2 separate regions of the Sus scrofa genome follow, and region 1 is linked to region 2. The links are chromatin contacts, called in public HiChIP or PLAC-seq maps. All regions are on one chromosome and are shown on one strand. Each heading gives the region's core, a stretch centred on a gene start, on an enhancer-like site or on the middle of the called end of the contact. The rest is flanking DNA. Distances are from core to core; before and after follow the strand shown. Region 1 holds the start of CAB39L (calcium-binding protein 39-like). Region 2 holds the start of KPNA3 (karyopherin alpha 3 (importin alpha 4)).

Region 1 (3,528 bases), core at 922-3,421, 350 kb after region 2:
AATATATATATATAGAAATTTTTATATATGTCAATAAACCTATGAATAGATCCTGCAACCTAACTAGTAATCAGAGAATGAAAAAAATTTAAATGAATATACTTTTCATCCATCAGATGGGCAAAAGTACAAAGACATGTTGGTCTAGACTGTAGGGAAACTGAACTCTCAAAGACTACTCTGTGGGATACGTAAGTTAGTAGAAGTACTTTAGAGGCAAATTTGGCAAGACTATGTTCATAATTTAAAAGCAAGCAATTCCACTTTTAGGTATATACTGTCGAGTAACAGCACATGTTCACAAGACAAACACAGGCAAGGATGTGCCTGCAAGCACTGTTTCTAAGGTGAAAAACTAGGAACAACTCATGTCCACCAAGAGGAGAATGGCAAATAAAACATAGTACATAGTACATATCAAGCAAAAATAAAATTTAATATGAAAACCGACAAAAGAAACAAAGATAAATATTTTACATTAACAGAACAATTCAGTCATATACTGGGACACTATCCGGCAGGTAAAAGAAAGGAGCTGTAAATAATGTAGTGAGCTATGAAGTAATAACACGTTTACACTGCAAAAACAGTCAGGTGAATAGTTACAAAATTATATAGTATGATACTATTCCCATTTTAAATAATTACATATATGAATATATACACCTATAAAGATTATGTAAGTGTAAAAAAGCATTGAAAACGCTGCACCAAAGTCTGGAGTGTAGTTTTGGGGGAGAAGGAATTCAGGGATTGTGGATTATGCTTTTTATCTGTAAGGTTCTAATTTCATAAAAGGAGGATGCAAAAACATTTAGCATAGCATTAAGCACACTCAGTAATAGCTTCTTTTTAAAGAAAGTTCTTGCCAGTGTTGTTCATAACTTCTGAAAATTTAAAAGTAACGGAACTTACAAAATTAAAACATGCTTGCTGAAGAAAATTTGCAAAATATAGCACAGAGAAGAAAACTTAAATCACCCATAATCTCATCATCCAGAGACAACCAGTGTTATTTTAGAGTATAACACGATTTTTAAGTTCGTTCATATTTTCCCCTTCTTACTTTTTCACTCTGATGGAAAAATAGTCAGTTTCGTTTAAGTGGTTGGTTCTTTTTCGTTTTTAAAAATAGGCTCTTATGAAACTGTGGCTATTTCCTCTCTACCCCTTGTGTTTTAATTGTGATAATAGTAATGAACATTTATTGAGTATAAACCATGTGTCAGGCAGGCTTCAAAATACTTCACACGTTCTTATCACTCTGCCTAACAGTCATGTGGGACAAATTAGCAATCCTGTCACGAGGAAGCTAAAGCATGTCACACCGTAAGTGGCAGGGAAAAACTGAACAACCAGGCAGCCTGGTTTCTGAGCCTGTTTTTTGATTATTCCAGTCCACTGCCTCATTCATTAATACATACAGAACTCACTGAAGGTTTCCATCTGACGAAGAGCAAAATTACATGTTTCATATTTTATTTAATGATCTAATGGGGATGATTACGTATTGGGTTGTGGTTAATGAGAATCAGGAGCTCTTAGGATGTGATCTCTACTCCATGATCTTGAATAAACGATTTTACTTCCTGAGGGTTTGTGAGTCTTACCTGTGAAATGGGTCAGTGGCTAAACCGTCAAGTTCGGCTTCTGGATTTTGGACTCCAATCCCCTTCCCGCAGCCCCTTTTACAGCCTCGGGTTCCCAGTTGCTTAGGAATCACCTCTCATGAAGGTGTGCACCGGGTGACAAGAGACTGAAATGGGTTGAGAACTCCGCGCACCCTCGGTCCCTTCTCCAGCCCGGGAATGCACGTGAGTGAAAGGAGAAAGGAGGTCGCAAGGGCTGGGATCCACGCGACCGAGAGCTCCACCGCGTTCCTGGGTGCTGGGCCGAAAGAAGCTGTCGGGAGGGCCACTCACGGCCTCACCTGGGTTACACTGGCTCGATTGCGCTTTCCACGCCGCCTGCCAGACCTGAGGACTGCGCTCCGCCCGCACGGTTGGCGAGGCTGGGTTCTCCCGCGGGTAGGGCTCCTCTCTCACTCCACGCCCCCGAGACCCCACGGCGCCGGGTGCCCCCTGGCCGGGAAGTACTTCACCATCGACTAACCTCACCTCAGCAACCACAGTTCCACCTCGCCTTAGCCAGGGAGGAAGGACCGCCCAGTTTCCACCGTCCAGGCCTACCTAAAGCAAACCTAAATGGGAGGAGTCGGACACTGACGGCTCCTACCTCCTGGCCTGGAGCCCATTGGTTGCCCACCCCACCGGGTCCACGCCTCAGGGGTTCCGCGCGTGAACGGTAGGCACCGCGGCGGCGCTTGAGCGCGCAGCCTCCGGATTGGCTGTCAGAGCTCGCGGGTTGTCTCGCGCTCTCTGGCTGGACCAATGCGGATACCCTCGGTCCAGAGGCTGGCATCGCTGGAGTAGTGGCGCTGCTGTTTCCTCCGGTAGGTCTTTGGCTGCCATCTTGTGTGTGGCTGAACAGGGCTTCTTGGCGGCTGCAAGCCGATTTAGCGGTTCAAGATATAGAGGTGTCCTGAGGGAGCCGTGGAGGAGAGGAGGGGCCCGAGGGAACAGACCTGGTGCCTTCTTACCTACCTGCAAGGGAAAGGTTTTCCTGGTCTGAGTCTCAGCCCTGGCTAGGAAGAGCGACGAATGGTGGTGGTGATGAGGAACGCAGGCTTTGATATGTTATTGTGGGGGCTTGACGGGGATTCTGGTGCCTGAAGAATGATCCCTTGGGTTCCAGAGAGCTATTCCAATTATCTTTGTCTTGAAAACCCCCTCACTGACAGAGAAGGTTGACTGATGGACTGCCTGATTCAAAAAGGCTGGTAATGAAAAGGGAGAGAGGGAGGCGCCCCACGATTATCCTCAGATTCGAAAGAGACGTCTTCATTTTCTATGGTTTTCGAGGAGGGACTAATAAAGTGTTTGCTCTACTCAGCTGACCTCTGACTAAGGCCATCTTCCGGTTGTAGTGAGCGTCAGGTGCTGCATTTGGACAGTTGTATTCATTAGTGTACAGCCAGCATTCCTGCAGTGGTTTTGTTGTTGTTGTTGTTGTGTTTTTTGGTTTTTGGGTTTTTTTAAGCTAAAAAGTGGTAGTCTTTGCAGAAACAGTGGAAGTGAAGGAGAATTTTGTCAATTCTTGGTTTTCCTGGTTACAATCTGGTTGATGATTTAGCAGTCTGGGCTTACCTTGGCATGCTTGGTTGCTTCGTCGTGGGTTGGGAGAGGTTTTTGCAAGAGAAACATCCTAACTTCTGAACTCTTTGGGGACGACAGGAAGGAGACAGGAATTACCCCCTTTTCCTCATTATTTTTAAAAATCGAAGTAGAAAGCACGCAGGGTCATTTTTTGACGGGGAAATTTATTGTTTCCCAAAACCTGGCTAAAAGGCTAATATTTTGTGATTAGCTGTAGCAGTTTTGACACTCATGAGACAAAAGCGAAGATACTGCCTTGAGTTTCGTTTTCATTTATCCAAGGCTAACTAGTAATCCACCAAGTCAATAGTAC
Region 2 (3,363 bases), core at 561-3,060:
CATCAAATGAGTGATTCAACTAGGATCACATAATGTGAAGGCCTTTTTAAGTGACTGATTCCCTAAAGTGCATTAAAAAATGATAAATTGAGGAGTTCCCTGGTGGCTCAACAGGTTAAAGATCTGGCCATTGTCACTGCTGTGCTGCTGTGATGCAGGTTTGATCCCTGGCCCGGGAACTTCTGCATGCTGTGGTACAGCCAAAACAAAACAAACCCCACCAAACATGAATCAATATTTAAAAAGTAAAGAAAAGAGAACCCAGCATTTTGATTTCCCTTGAAAATGTGGACCTTTGGCAGGCCTGACAATCCAGTATGGCAAGAATTATCTGAAGCTTGTAAGTGAGCCTGTTTATTGACAGGCCACCACCCAGCACTCACAAAAATGTCCTGGACATAGCCTGGACCTTGAGCTTTCTAACTCCCCTTTGCTTTGAAGGAATATCTTCTTTAACCTCTTTATGGTTATATTCCTTCCCAACCTTTGAATGACTTCAGTCATTTGAATTGTACTATAACATTGCATACCTCCTTATAGCTGCCATAGATTCTGAAACTACATTATTTCATCTACATTCAAAGAAGCTCACTTGCCCAAAAAGCAACTATTAGTGTTATATATCCACATTTCTCCTGATCATTCTTACGATGACCCTAAAGGAAGATGCTAGACTGGAAGAGTCTGCAGACCAAGGCTTGACTACTTCCTGAGGGCCGAGAAGATTATGTGCAGAGGTGGAACAGAAATATCGAGAGTACAGAAATGCAGGACCTGCCAGAGTGAAGGTTGCAGAACCGAGCTTGGGAGAATGATGAAGACAGATGCCGGAGCACTAATCTATTCAAGCATTTATTGAGTATTCATGACATGCCAGGCACTGTATTAACGGAGGGATTCAGCAGTATACCTAACGTCCCTACCTAACTGAGCTAATTCCGATACGGTAAACCAGATCGACACACACACATATCACATACATACATATATACATGTCAGGTGGAAATAAATGCTAATTATAAAACTAAAGCAGAGCAAAGGAACAGCGAATGAGGGTGGCTGCTATTTCAGGAGACCCCCGTGCCACCCTCCCCCCCCCCCGCCCCCGCAAAGAAGCAAGAGAGCAAAGCACCAGCCGTGCATCGGTTTCTAATTTTCTAGGCTACACGGAGCTAGGTGCACCTCCCAGGAAGCTCCGCCCCCTCCCTCCCAATAGGACGCAAGGTGCCGTCTCCGAGGAAGCTCCTCCCACTCCCCGCCCAGAGGCGGCCTTGGGGGCGGAGCCTCGCGCCCGGGCTCCCTGAGCGCGCCGCGCATAAAGACGCGCGCTTAGGGTTCCCGGCATTCTTCTGATTCTGTCAAAGCCGGGAGAGTTACCCTCGCTAGGGAATGGCATGCTGGGAACTGTAGTTTCCTCCCGCAACCCCGCGTCCCGGGGGCAGTAAAAGCTGCTAAGTTCGGCTCCATTGCTGGCACCATACTTGAAGCCCGGCGGGGTTGTGGGGAGGATTTGCGGAGGGGCTGGGGCCGGGGTCATCCCGAGTACCACGTGGAACTTATCCAGCCCGGCGAGCGTCCAGGCCGGAGCCCGCCCCGGACACGTGACCCCGGCCTCCACAAGAGCGCGCCGTTCCAGAGCACGGTTCCCGCCCCGCCCGTCTGTCGGCCTGCGCCTCCCCCGGCGCTGCTGCCACCTCGCGCTCGGAGGCGTCACGGAACGTGCCCGCCTTTCCCCCTCCTCCTCCCTTTCCCTCCCGCTCTCCCCCTCCTCCCCCTCCCGCGCCGAGACTCGCCGCCGCCGCAGCCGCAGGAGTAGCCGCCGCCGGAGCCGCGCGCAGCCATGGCCGAGAACCCCGGCTTGGAGAACCACCGCATCAAGAGCTTTAAGAATAAGGGCCGAGATGTGGAAGTGAGTGTGCTTTCGCTGCTGGGGCCCTCCAGGCTCGCCCGCCTGGCCGCGCCGGCCCCGAGGCGGCGGGGAGGGGCGGGGGGCCGGCGCCGGGCTGGTTTTCGCCGGCTCGCGGTGGGTCGGAGTTAGCTACCGTCTCCCGTCACCGCGGCCAGGGGCTGGGCGGAGCGGGCGGCGGGACGCGGGCCGGGCTGCAGCCGCCTCTCGAAGCTGCCGGCGCGGAGTCCGGGAAACGCCGGGGTTTTCGGCCCCGTCACGCGGGCGCGGCCTGCTGTCGGCGAGGAAGAGATGTGGAGCTGAGGCGGGGTCCGCGGGCTGGGGCCTCGCGGGCTGGGGGGATGCTGCCGCCCGGGTCCATCGACCGCCCCGCCGAGGGGGCGGCCACGGCTCGCGCCCGCTGCCCGTGCAGCCTCCTGCCCGGCGCGGCCCCCTCAGTGCCTCCCGCGCTGCTGCACATGGAGCCTCGGCTCTGCCGGTCCCCGCGCCTACCTTCTGTGAGCCGGGCCCAGGCGGGCGGTGGCGGCCCGCAGAGGGGGGTGGGGACCAGCCGGGTAACTGACTTGTTTGAGGGTGGTGAATGGGGGAGGGTAGGATGCGCTAGGACCATTTTCTTATATTCCAGTGCGGTTCTTTGGACCAGTCGCGCTTTGCTTTTCCAGCTCATACTCCTGTTACTGCTGGCATTTGGAGCAAGCTGAAGGTGGACAATAGTTTACCGTCTATTGTGTTGAGGCTTTGGAAGAGACGTTGTTCCGACCTCCGCTCACAGGACCTCTTTTCTTAGCCTTTTCTTGTAGTGAGGGTGTGCATAGGGTAATCATGTCTTTGAAACGTTTTACTGAAATAAATTGGATACATAGGTTCATACGGCCTTGCGCTAAGCTGGTAGAATTTCCAAGTGGTTGCAAAACTGTAAACATTGATCGTGTTCACTCAGTTCGTTGCTACTCAGCATGTTGCCATTGTCTCATTAAGGTGACATTAGCAGGTACTGTTTGCAAACTCGGCTTGTCCAGGCAGCGCTAGAGGTCTCTCTGCAGCTTCTAAAAGCAGTGTAGTTAGTGTAATGCACAAACTTCACTGGGACTCTGACCTCTGGATTGTTGGGGGAAAGTGGTTTCAGGTCCACAGCCTTCTTTTCTTTTACTAGGTGACATGATTTGCAGTTTTCTCATTCTTGCTAAGCGGCCAGTGTGACGAAGAAGTGCGCATTTTATCCTGTCTTAAAGAGAGAAGGTGGTGGGGAAAATATACCGTTCAGTGTTCTGTTTTGTAGAAGAACAGACAAAACTGAGGCCGTTTTTCGGAGCCACAAAATTAAATAGTAATTGGAGAAAAACGTAGGGAAATGCCTTGGAATTTTCATATTATTGAGACAGATAAAAGTCATCTTTTTTCTGTCCTGGTCATTGTTCAATTTTACAGTGAGAAATACTTGTAAGCAAAAGTGCAAC

Evidence for each region. HiChIP or PLAC-seq counts read pairs in DNA pulled down with a chosen protein or histone mark.
Region 1: a contact with region 2 is called in an H3K27ac HiChIP or PLAC-seq map of alveolar macrophages. The contact joins the promoter of CAB39L here to the promoter of KPNA3 in region 2. A contact is called at or near these places in 2 of 5 promoter capture datasets (fetal liver and liver) and 1 of 2 datasets of contacts at active chromatin or transcription factors (alveolar macrophages).

What each region holds. Positions count from the first base shown.
Region 1 is chr11:18,295,498-18,299,025 of Sscrofa11.1, forward strand. CAB39L (calcium-binding protein 39-like) reads left to right here and starts at 2,172. Exons shown (of 11, transcript XM_003130971.6): 1 at 2,172-2,452. It overlaps SETDB2 (histone-lysine N-methyltransferase SETDB2), which reads right to left and starts at 2,737. Exons shown (of 14, transcript XM_013980508.2): 1 at 2,604-2,737.
Region 2 is chr11:17,946,400-17,949,762 of Sscrofa11.1, forward strand. KPNA3 (karyopherin alpha 3 (importin alpha 4)) reads left to right here and starts at 1,811. Exons shown (of 17, transcript NM_001190230.1): 1 at 1,811-1,909. The coding sequence starts at 1,841.